Linked DNA regions of Triticum aestivum: region 1 is linked to region 2. Evidence: chromatin contacts called from public Hi-C data. All regions are on one chromosome and are shown on one strand. Each heading gives the region's core, a stretch centred on a gene start, on an enhancer-like site or on the middle of the called end of the contact. The rest is flanking DNA. Distances are from core to core; before and after follow the strand shown.

The links. A called contact is a pair of places that touch in the nucleus more often than the background predicts.
Region 1: a contact with region 2 is called in a Hi-C map of leaf, with 5 times the contacts expected there. The contact joins the promoter of LOC123163849 here to the promoter of LOC123164840 in region 2. A contact is called at or near these places in 2 of 5 Hi-C or Micro-C datasets (both in leaf) and 1 of 1 datasets of contacts at active chromatin or transcription factors (leaf).

The regions. Positions count from the first base shown.
Region 1 is chr7D:399,986,737-399,993,050 of IWGSC CS RefSeq v2.1, reverse strand. It overlaps LOC123163849 (polyadenylate-binding protein-interacting protein 11), which reads right to left and starts at 3,934. Exons shown (of 10, transcript XM_044581236.1): 1 at 3,115-3,934; 2 at 2,875-3,003. The coding sequence starts at 3,426.
Region 2 is chr7D:399,584,755-399,591,310 of IWGSC CS RefSeq v2.1, reverse strand. It overlaps LOC123164840 (60S acidic ribosomal protein P1), which reads left to right and starts at 4,643. Exons shown (of 4, transcript XM_044582433.1): 1 at 4,643-4,767; 2 at 4,849-4,950; 3 at 5,038-5,161; 4 at 5,623-5,957. The coding sequence starts at 4,882. The coding sequence ends at 5,762.

The DNA of each region.
Region 1 (6,314 bases), core at 2,685-5,184, 400 kb before region 2:
AAAAGAACTCAGTGTAGGGTATGTAATCAAAGGAAAAGTGCTCTCAAAGAGGCAAAACACTCTTTTAAGGCTGTGTTTGGCATTGCGGTGGATTATCACAATCCTGTTTGCCTCACCTGCTTTAGGCTATTTTTGTGTCTCTCTGACCCGCTTTTGCACATTTTTCTGGCTAATTTCTAACAGCAGATTATAAAGGAAGCAAACGCAACACAGTTGGACAACCACAAACTGACCTAACTCGCCTCATTCTCATAGCGCTGCCAAAAATGAGCTTCCTAAAATACCACTTAATAGTTGCAACATTATGATCCGTCCAGTATTCGAGTAAAATACATGTCAGACATGTTATCACCCTACCAAAAGCACTCATCTATTCAACAGAAAATGCGGGTGACGAATCAGAATTGATCTATCAGATAAACCCTCTGGTGGACTACGAATTCCTTTTCCTTCTAAGAAGTTTCTGTATACAAGAAATTTTATTTTATTTCATATGTAGGGATGCAGAGCGGACGGGTTTGCGGGCTGCAGCCTCGTACAAATCCATCTCTAGTCTAGTGTTAATCTTTCAGCCAGAAATGAACTATTTTGCTAGTTCCGCGGGACATGCGGGACGCCGCTTGCATCCCTATTCATATGCCATTCCATATCTCACTATTAGGCCTAAAGGGTCTTCGTGGAGCAGACAAGCAGGCACTGCCTCCAAACAGTAGCACGAGGATTTCTGGAGATCTTTGAATTTTTGAGAAAATTGGAATATTTCTGCAGAACTGCAGCCAAAAGGTCACTAGTTGGCATGTACAGAGGTAGAAAGTTCACTATCACGCAAGGCAAAACCAGTGAACGTGTCTAGTACATGTCTAACATGAAAAAAAACATGAACACGGCTATTACGAGGTAGAAAGTACATACTATGTTGTCTGAACAAAGAAAAAAAGGTGCATTTGCCAAATGACATACGCTTGACCCAAAAACGTAACCACCATTATGAGAATACATAGCGAGTGAACTCTTCAGTGCATAACTTATGCACACTACTACTACAATTACAACGTACTCCCTCCGATCTATATTAATTGTCGCTGATTTAGTAACAAGGTGCTTCTTTTCATTGTGGAACAGAGGCACGCCAAAAAGTAAAGATGGTGTGCCTCTTATATACTTCACAAACAGCATGCATGTCTCTTACAAACGTGGCAACTGTATTGTTCTAGAGAATACCTCTTCTAGAAAAGGGTTTCTGAATCCTGGAAACGATACATATATCTAACTGGCATTGATCAACATGCACTAGAACAACTGAGCTCACAAGTAAACCATATCAGCCACCTAGAAGCTTAAATCTTTCAAAGTGCAAATCCCAATCAAGTGTGTACATGTTGCATTTCAACATGTAAATATGAGAAGCATCATGATAAGCTATGATCTTAAGCATAGATGTAAACGAGATTAAGACTTTTTTGAGAAAGAAATTAGAATAGCATACCAGAACCAAAAAAGACAAAGTATCATCGTGACCTAATAAGTCAACAAGCATACACAAGGCATCTACTCCCAGTTTCTAAATATAACACTTTTTAGAGATTTCAATACGGACTACATACGGATGTATATAGACATATTTTAGAGTGTAGATTCACTCATTTTGCTCCGTATGCAGTCCATATTGGAATCTCAAAAAGGGCTTATATTTAGGAACGAAGGGAGTATCAAATACACCAAAGTAACTTTGCATACCCCTCAAAAAAAACACCCCTAAAAAAATCAAAGTAACTTTGCATGCCCATTACTGAGATTCATTAAAGCTGGTCCCATCTGTGTTCCACCAGACAGTAAATCTGCATGTATCCACTCTCAAATCTAGCATTCTTGCATGAATACAGGAATAGGCCTGAGACATCTAAAATTTGTACCAAGCAGTATATAATAGGGCATGGTTTGAATTATTATACTGTTCCTTCCAATGATCACTCCATCAAAGGAACATTAAAGCAAGGATCTTAAATAAGGCACTTGCAGGAATACACTACCCAGGTCTTCCTAAACAGAAATGAATACACACCTACTAGATAAACTGCTACAAGGAACATGAAAGCATGGCCCATAACGAACACACTGCCAGGAATACACTACCTAGGTCTTCCAGAAAAAAAAAAAGGAACGACTGCCTACTCAATGAACTGCTAAAGGAGCACGAAAGCAGGGCTCATTAATGAGATACTTCCAGTAATGCACTGCATAGACTAATCCAACGAGAAATCTAATAGCAAACCGATACAGATGGTGCATGCATCAAAACAACCAGACATGCCACGAATAGTCAATAGAGGTGCATACAGTATGTGAAGAAATCAGGAGAATAACCACCCAAAATCGGATAAGAACACAGTAGATGAGTACAGGTTAGCTGCACGTCGCCCAAGCACATAAATGGCAAAATAGTCATGCGACTTTCTAGACTCCATACAAAAGTAATGACCAAGAACTGCAAAACTTACTACAGTGAGAAGTGGCATCCAAATCTATCGAAACAAGAAAAGGATGATCAAAAGGAGCAACCGCTGGCGTATCCAGTATCCACCTGCTCTCAGCCCCATCCCATCTTATGATCTCAATCCTGCTAACGTTTTATCCCATCTGAACAGCACGTGCCCGACAGAAGTCACACAACCCGAAGTCTAGCTGAGCGATCATGACAACCAGTAACAGGAACGTAGAAAAATGATATCAAACCAATCAACAGGTGAACAAACTCTTTGCGGTTGCGGAGGTAACGTGAATGGATATATCAGAGTCTAATAAGGGACGGGCGAAGGAGGCTCGTCACAGGCAGAATCAAGAGAGGAAGGTGCGGGCATCGATCCGTGGGCTGACCTGATGATCGATGTCGGAGACGTAGACCGTCCGGCGGATCACCTCGTCGCGCTGCGCCTGGCTGGTGCGGCTGTTGACCCGCCGCTTGCCGCCGTGGGGGTAGCCGCCGCCGTACCCTCCAAACTTCTTCTGCGCGCAGGAAGGAGCAGATCAGACTTACACCGGCGATAGAAACAGAGAGGCCGAACGGGAACACCACGCGATCGAAAAGGTCAAACAAGGACTCTCGTGTCTCCTTACCCTGCCGCGGCCGTCGGCGGCGGGGAAGCCAACGACCCCGCGGTGGCCCGGCGAGGCGACCGGCGCGAAGCCGGCTGCGGGTGGGCCGTTGGGGTAGTAGCCGGCGTAGGGGGGCGGCGGCATGGGGTGCGCGGCGAGCGAGGGCGGGACGAACTCCTCCGCCATGGGGTTGAGCTTGGAGAGGAGCTCCTCCAGATCCCGCATCTCGCGCTCCCCCGCGTCGCCCCCCTCCGACGAGGCACGGTACGGCGCGGCGCCGTGGTCGGAGGCGGCGGGGGCGACGTGGTCGGCGGAGGTCTCGACTACGGCCATCCCGAAGGGAACGAAGAACCTGCTGCCGGAGGGGGAGAGAGCTCGGTGAGGTTCTGGAAGGTTCGGGGACGGGAGGCGCGCGGGGATGGTGGGGGGTTATATATAGGCTCGGCGCGGTGCGGAAGTGCGGATCGATCCCCGGAGACGGATCGGAGGCGAAGGGGACAGCCAACCGCGGGGAGGGTGGTTGGTCGTTGCGGCGGGCTAGGAGAGGAGGGAGAGCATGGGGATCGGGGAGGGGGAGGGGACAGCAGCTGCTGCAGCCGACCGGCGCAGGGGGAGAGCAGGGGAAGCCGGCAGGGGGAGGGAGGTGCCTCTGCCTCTCTCTTTCCTCGTTTCTCTCTCCTGGTTGTTACTCGTATCGTGCTGCCTCTTTCTCTCTCTTGCTGCCTCCTTTCCGCTTTGCCTTTTCGGGAGGAGAGGGAAAGTGAGGAGAGAGAGAGAGCTGCTCCGGTACGGTGAGGCTGAGGCTGAGGCTGAGGCGAGCCGCCCGCCCGCCTGCTGCCTCCTTTTCCTTTTGTTCCCTTCTCTCTCTTCCCCCCGTATTCCCCGCCCGCCGGGCTGCGCTTTTGCGGGAAACACCCCCTTGTGCTCGGGAATTTCAGCACCCTTGGACGCAAAGGACAATGCCATTTTTGTTTTATGAAACGTCCATCTTTATTTCAGCGTTGCTAATTCACAGTCGGCCGCTGGAATTCCTGACAACATCAGTATCACTTTGCTACACGCAAGAGAAGGACCACCGCACCGTAGTCGCCCGTCCGGCAAATTTGACAAATTTGACCTATAAACGAAATCAAATCACAGAATGAACTGTCCGTGAAACTATTTCACGCGGCTGACCCGTGGCGCCTAGCTCTCAGGCGCTGCACTAGTGCAACGCCTGGGAGCTAGACGCCACACTATACAGTGTGGCGTCTAGCTCTCAGGCGCTGCACACTAACTTAGTAATTTTCGGATCACACAGGTGCGACGCTGGCCGTGTAGCGCCTAACTGTGAGGCGTTGCACAGTGTAGTGTGGCGCCTTCGTGTCGGGCGTCACACAAAAAGGTCAGCCGCGTGAAATAGTTTCACGGATAGTTCATTCTGTGATTTGATTTCGTCTATAGGTCAAATTTGTCAAATTTGCCTCCGTGTACCGCTCACTAGCGAATCCCGCGCCGGTACTGATTGAATAGCTGGATTTCATGGTTTCATCACCGTCAGTCTACGACGATGTCGTGCCGCCTTTCCGTCAAACGTCTAACATAGTTGTCTTTTTCGTCGGTCGGCGACGCTCGGGCATTCCTCTGCAATGTCGGATCCAACTTCTTCTCGAGCATTGGCATGCACCCCAACCACTAAGCATCTTAAACGCCTCTATTGGCGGCTACTGTTGGGCATGCGACATGCCCAGCTTTGTCTCATTTCGGGCTTGCGCCGGCAACACCATACATGCCCGCTGCATCAGACCCATGAAAAACCGTGTATGTATGTAGTGGGGGCAGACAAACAATTTAAATAATTTTAGTGGAAGGTGGTAACAAATTGCCATGCTAGTTGTTCCCTGAAAATCTACACATGCACGGGTGTGGAGGTGAATCATTTAATTTAGCACTCAAGATAGAGATGTAATGAAGTCAAATTGGTGATGGTGGTGGAATTGCCTTTTGTGTTTAGTTCCCCCCAAACTCTTAATGAAGTTTTATTCCTTCTGTAAAAAGAAACATTTTGATTCCCGGTCCGGCATGGATACAAATTCAAGAGACCCGAGGGACCAAGAAGAGAGATAAAATGAAGGTTCTCTTAGGTTTTAGCTGGAACTCTTGACAACATATGCATCACTTTGCTACAGGGAAGGGAAGGATCACCACACCGCAGTCGCCGCCCTCTGTGCCGCTAACTAACGAACCACACGCCGGTACTGGTCGAATAGCTGGATTCCATGGTTTCACCATCGCTGACTAAAGATGTTGTGGTGTCTTTCTGCCAAACATCTAACAGAGTTGTCTTTTTCGTCGGTCGCCGACGCCTAGGCATTCCTCTGCAATGTCGGATCCAACTTCTTCTCGAGCAACAAACATTTTGATTCCCGGCCCGACATGGATACAAATTCAAGAGATCCAAGGGACCAAGAAGAGAGAGAAAATGAAGGCTCTCTTAGTTTTCAGCTAGAATTCCTGACAACATCTGCATCACTTTGCTATAGGAAAGGGAAAGACCACCAGCCCGCAGTCACCACCATGTGTATCGCTAACTAGCGAACCATGCGCCGCTACTGGTTGAATAGTTGGATTCCATGGTTTCACCACCGCCAGTCACCGACGATGCCTTGTCGCCTTTCCGCCAAACGCCTAACACAGTTGTCTTTTTCGTCGGTCAGCGACGCCTAGGCATTCCTCTGCAATGTCGGATCCAACTTCTTCTCGAGCATTGGCATGCACCCCAACCACTGAGCATCTTAAACGCCTATATTGTCGGCTACTGTTGGGCATGCGACATGTCCCCGCTTTGTCTCGTTTCGGGCTTGCGTCGACAGCATCGTCCATGCCCGATGCATCAGACCCATGAAAGATCGTGTATGTATGTAGTAGGGGCGGACAAACAATTTAAATAAATTTAATGGATGGTGGTAACAAATTGCCATGCTAGTTGTTCCCTGAAAATCTACACATGCATAGGGGTGTAGGTGAACCCTTTAATTTAGCACTCAAAATGGAGATATAATGAAGTCAATTTGGTGATTTGTGGTGGAATTGCCTTTTGAGTTTAGTTCCTCCAAGCTCTTAAAGAAGTTTTATTCCTTCTACAAAAAGAAACATTTTGATTCCCGGACCGACATGGATACAAATTCAAGAGATCCGAGGGACCAAGAAGAGAGAAAAAAATGAAGGTTATCTTAGATTTC
Region 2 (6,556 bases), core at 3,394-5,893:
AAAACAGTAACACAAAAGATACAATCATCCAAGTTTTCTCACTCCACGTTGCAGGAATTACTCATGTGGCCTCTATTGGATCATTTAGATCCAATATGTAGAGACTTTTTAAGTGAAGCAAAAGTTGGCTTCAGTCTGGAAAAAAGCCAATTTCGCAAGTTCTCTAACTTGAAGAATCATACCCCATCAAAAAGCGTTTTACATAAAATGTATGAGTAAGACAGTATCTTTAACAAAAAAAACTCTTTTATTCTTCTCTAGGTGCACTTACCTTGCTTTAAGGATAAGTAGTGATTGTAATTACCGCAAACCTAGAAACAGGGAGGTACTTTGATATTGTGAATCCTGACGGCTTTGGACATGATAAATTCACAACTATCATAAGCATTGTTGCCTACAAATTTAAGACATTCTTTGTCGTGACCGAACCAAACCGCATTCAACATTAAGGACTTCGACTACAAATTTGTTGAAGTACCTAGAACTCATTTCAGGTTAACTTCTATTCTTCGTCAAGTTTCTTTGGAATTTATTTTTCCTCATCTACGCCATTTTGAAATTATAGCTAGTTGAATTGCATTTAAATAATTACAAATTAAGATGATTGTCATTCTCTGCTCCATCCCCATGCATGATACTGGGGTTTTCCTCTTGCAAATTCTCAAAACCACCACGAGATGGGAGTTTTAGGGTTCTTCTCATTACCAATTTTTTTCTAGATCTTAGAAGTACCACAAAAACAAAGAGTGAAACCCCACAAATACTACGGTTGCATACAGGTGGATTTGCAAGCTCTGCGTGAAATTTTCTTGTATGAGATAGAAACATATAGCAATAGTGAGGTTCAATTACCAATACCGAGGAACTTCCTTCAAAATCATGTCAGTTTTAAATCCTGTCCATTTTTTGTTGCTAAACAAATCCCTTTTAGATTCCATTCATCTCGGCTTTATTTAACAGGGAAGAGAAACCCTCACCACATCTTAAGAAAAGGTAAGGCGAATGGGGATCACCTTGCCGAAGGCCTCTTTGGGGAATCAACACATCAATACACTCCCCATTAACTTTAAATCGGTAAGCCACTGTGGAAACACACATCATAATCTTCTTAATCCAATTCTCCTCAAAGCCCAGCTTCGTCATCATCATTTCCAAGAAGGGACAATTGCATTTTTGCCCCTAGTTGGTTCCTACCCACGGGTTTTGCCCTTACTTTTCGAGCTTGCTCAGTTTTGCCCTTACTTTTTCCGTCGTGGTCCCTCGAATGCCCTTTGACCGTTTGACCAAAACTTTGAAAATTCATAACTAATTCATATGAACTCAGAAAAATGCAAATAAGATATTAAAATGTTCAGATAAACATTACCTTTATGTGCATATCATTTGCATTCAGGACAAAAGCACCCTTTAAACTACCTAAGGTAATTAATGTTATTAACATTATTAAAAATAAAAAGGTATAAACAATATTTTTTTCATGAGTAAAAATTACATGCAAATGTAAGTGATGTTTTCTGAACATCCAGATATCTTATTTTCATTTTTCCGAGTTCATATCATCATGTTATGAATGTTCTAACGACTTTGACCATTATTTGTAAACTTCATAACAAGTTGATACGAACTCAGAAAAATGCAAATAAGATATCAGGATGTTCATAAAACATCACCTACATTTGCATGTAATTTTTATTCATGAAAAAAATATTGTTTATACCTTTTTATTTTTAATAATGTTAATAACATTAACTACCTCAGGTAGTTTAAACGATGCTTTTGTCCTGAATGCAAATGATATGCACATAAAGGTAATGTTTATCTGAACATTCTGATATCTTATTTGCATTTTTCTGTGTTCATATGAATTAGTTATGAATTTTCAAAGTTTTGGTCAAACGGTCAAAGGGCATTCGAGGGACCTCGATAAGTAAGGGCAAAACTGAGCAAGCTCGAAAAGTAAGGGCAAAACCCGTGGGTAGGAACCAACTAGGGGTAAAAATGCAATTGTCCCTTCCAAGAAACTCCACTTGACCCTATCATAGGCCTTGCTCATATCCAATCTTACAACTGCATACCCATCCTTTCCTCTCATTTTATTCTGCATATAATGCGTACACTCATAGGCTAACAAAATGTTATCTGTAATCAACCTTCCCGGTAAAAATGCACTTTGGTTAGGGGCAATGATTTTCGGAAGGTTTTGTTTCAACCTATTGGCAAGAACCTTGGACACTAGCTTATAGACCACGTTACAAAGACTGATGGGTCGACGATCTTTCATGCACTCCGGTTTTTTTTACTTTGGGGATCAACACTACACACATTTCATTCCACCCTCCTGGCATGTCTCCACCATTTAGAACATTAAGCACTCCCCCCCCCACCTTATCACCCACTATGTCCCAACACTTTCTATAGAAGATAGACGGCATACCATCTGGCCCCAGTGCTTTAAGATCACTGATACTCTGTAGTGCTTCAGACACTTCTTCCTCAGTATATGGCATATTGAGAGACTTGTTCATATGTGGCGTAACTTGTGAGACAACATGGCTTAGTAATTCACCCATTGTGGTACCTGCATGGGAGGTAAAGAGATTTTAAAAATAGTGAGTTACTGCTCCTTTCATGGCCTCACTCTCCTCCACCAAACTACCATCCTCCTTCTTCAGCTTCCTGATATGATTTCTCCTCCTCCTCGCCGATGCCGCCGCATGATTTTTTTTTGTTTTTCAGTCACCTCCTTTCACCCATTGGACATGTGCTCTTTGCTTCCGGTACATCTCCCTTTGTTCTTCTAGTCCCCCAAGTTTAAATTTAAATACTTCCTCTCCTACATATCTCTAGCTCCTTTTTAGTTCTGCCGATTTTTTTCTAGATCACCAAGAATATTTTTGCTCCAGTCAACCACATGCCCCATCACTTCTTTCACCGCCCCGCCAAATCTTTCCCCTCTACCCGCGTACCTATATTCCATGCATTCTGGATCACCTCCCTACAACCCTCTTCCTCTAGCCAATTTGCCTCAAAGCGATGTGTCGAACTCCGAGCCGAATTCTGAACTAGTTTTGCTGCCCCTCCGTTTCCACAATGATCGGACGATGATCCGAGTGGCGTGGATCCCCATTGATCACTCTGAACCCAGGAAATCTGTCACACCATGTCGGCATCGCGACCGCTCTGCCCAATCTCTCTCTGATATAGTTTTCTGCAGTATGGTTATTATTTCGCCATGTGAACACATCTCCAACAAAACCCATGTCCTTCAACTCACAATTTTCTAACGCAGCCTTGAAACGATCCATACAGACTTGGGCTCTCGGTGCTCCTCCTTCCTTCTCCCATTGTATGCAAAACTTCATTAAAATCCATACAGACTTGGGCTCTGGCAACTTCTTTAAAAATGAACCGAAAGTACATCGTGAAACATTGCCAAATCCTATTTGGCGCCTTAAGCGCCCGATTTAGTTCATTTTACAATCGGGCGCATACCCCCTGCCTTCCTTCGCTACTAACGGGCCTGGCCCACCCCCCTTTGGTTATATGTTTATACCCCTTTGGTTATATGTTTATAAGGCAAAAAAGGGCGCTGGAGGAGAATCAAACCTCGGACCTTCAACATCGAGGAACGATGCAATTACCACCGCGCCAGCTCTCCCACTGTAATATTTTACATCTTTTTCCTGCCTTTCTTCTTCCATCTTTCCTTTTTCCCTTTTTCCAAAGTTTATTTTTCAAATTCGAGAATTTTTCTTTTTCTTCATGTTTTTTTCTGCAAAATGGATGAACATTTTTTGTTCAAATTCAATGACCTTTTTCCATTTTTGATGAACTTTTTTCAAAGTCGATGAACTTTTTGTAGAATTTGATGAATTTTTTTCAAATTCGATGAACTTTTTTTAAATCCGACGAACTTTTTTCAAATCCGATGAACTTTTTTTATAATTCGATGAACTTTTTTCAAATCTGATGAACTTTTTTCAATTCTGGTGAACTTTTTTGAAATTTGATGAACTTTTTTCAAAACCGATGAACTTTTTTCAAAGTCGATGAACTTTTTTTAGAATTCGATGAACTTTTTTCAAATCTGATGAACTTTTTTTCAATTCTGGTGAACTTTTTTCAATTTTGTTTTTTTTAAATTCGATGAACTTTTTTCAAAATCGATGAATTATTTGCCTAAAAAACTGTAGTACATACTGTAGTAAACCGGTTGGGTTTTTCTAAGAAAATCAGTACCTAATGTAGCAGTTTTTGGCGAGAGAAAAAAACGATCGAGCTGGGACCAGCGATCGAGCGGGAGCCAACGAAGGGAAGCGAAGAGGGAGCGATGGTTTAATGGGCCGGCCCAGAAGGAGGCGCGCGCGGGCGCCACGATCCCTTGCTGGCGCTGAAGGCGCTGACGAGGAGGACTCTGAAACATTAACGAAAGAGAAAACGATTCCGACAGTCGAACCATGGGCCGTCGTAGAAACAGCCCACAGAAGAATCCTGCAGGCGCCGCTTCTCGCCGATTAGGAGGAGTTCCAATCAAAGAGGCCCAGTTTTTCTACAGACCCAACACACATATGACGAAACAATGGGCCCATTTACCACATTGCACGGCATCCGCACAAAGGCCCATGCGACCGTTCAGTCCAGCCCAAACTTCTACCGCGAAACCCTAGTGCTCGGCACGAACCACCTATAAATTCCCATCCCACCGGGCCTCCCCAAACCCTAGAAGCCCCCTGCCTCCTGCGCCTCCACTTCCATCGCCTCCCCAAGGTAAGAGCCGCCCCCCCTCCCCTCCCCCCCCTGACGCTGCATCTAATCCCAATGCTTTTCTTCGTGTCTTTACTCTTGCAGATCGCAGATCCGCTCCGGTGAGAATCCGTCGCCATGTCTTCCAGCGAGGTCGCCTGCACCCTTGCCGCCCTCATCCTCCACGATGACGGGATCCCCATCACTGTAAGTTGTTCGTCTTTGTTCCTTCTCTTCTTTGCGCGATTCTTGGTCTGTTTCGTTGTCTGAGGGTTGTTGCTTGGCCCAACGCAGTCTGAGAAGATCGCGACGGTGGTGAAGGCTGCCGGAATCAAGGTTGAGGCCTACTGGCCCGCGCTCTTCGCCAAGCTCCTGGAGAAGAGGAGCGTCGATGACCTCATCCTTTCCGTCGGATCTGGTAAACCTCTCCCGCTCTCACTGTGTTATATTCCTCTGTAGTTTATCCAAGGCTTTGATTCACGTGGCCCGTTGTGTACTTCACAGTAGACATATCATATTGTTGCCACTGCCTCTAATTTATGGAACGTACTTTGATCTGCTGCTTGGTTAGTCTGTGCAATAAGAGAATCCATCGCTTCACTTAATGTTAGACAACTTATTATTAAATTGAAGGATGACTTCCTAGGCAGGACTTGTAGATGTACCTATGTTCTGTTTTCTGAATTTAATTTCACGTGTAAATTTTTTGTCATCCCTGTTTGACCAATCTCGAGGAGTGTAATAGTAGAGAATGAGTATGCTATTCGGGTTGATTGTAACTTATCATGAGCAGCAACAGGAGTGGTTCTATGCTTTGCATTTACGTGTACTGCTGCCTTTTATTTTGTCAATGTAGTAACGAATTTGATTCGTTTCCAGGTGGAGGTGGTGCTCCAGCTGCTGCTGCTGCTGCCCCGGCTGCTGGTGGTGCTGCTGCCGCTGAAGAGAAGAAAGAAGAGAAAAAGGAGGAGGCCAAGGAAGAGAGCGATGATGACATGGGCTTCAGCTTGTTTGACTAAGCAGTTCAATTCCAGCTCTCCTGTGGAATCTGCTATGCTAAAGATTACCTATCTTATGTGCTTTTAGGTTGAATTTTGCGGATTTGATATGTAATTCTGTTGAGACCTAAGTATCTGTGCAATGAGTACTGCAAACCACCTTGGGATGGTCTTTTTAGAATGAAAATGGTTCTACATTATGTGCCTTCAGCTTTAGTTTGGTGCTCGGTTGAAAAGCCATTGCTTGTTTTACCCTACTGATTGTGTCGTCACCAGCTTTTGATGCTCTGTGCTTGGTTGACTGCTTTTTGAATCTGTCTGTTGATTAATTATATGGACCTAAATCTGCTAGTAATATCTGTTTCCATCTGTTTGTGTATGTCCAAGTCAGGTGTTTCTATTCTGTGGGTAAACGTATGAGGTACTGGAGCTTGCACGGTAATTTTGCAGCTTACGTAACAACCGCATTATATATGTTTGGGGGAGAAAAATTTAAGCTAGGTTTATAGTAAGTGTGCCATGGGTTTCATTCCTTTAGACCTTATTTTCCTATGAAATGTGAAAGATAGGAAGAATTCCTTTATAGAAATCTATAATAAGATTCCTCTAAACCAAAGGAGGTCTTTGAATCTCAACATGAGTAGATCGGCTTACCTTGAAATTTCATATGCTGATTTTACTTCAATTCTGTAACTAATTCTAAAATCCATGAAAATCCAGACTTGCGCCATGACAGACAAGTTTTGATTATGTAGATTCTGCTTGTTATAAAAAACCGAGTTTGTGATGATGTTTTTGCCATCTTGTAATATAGA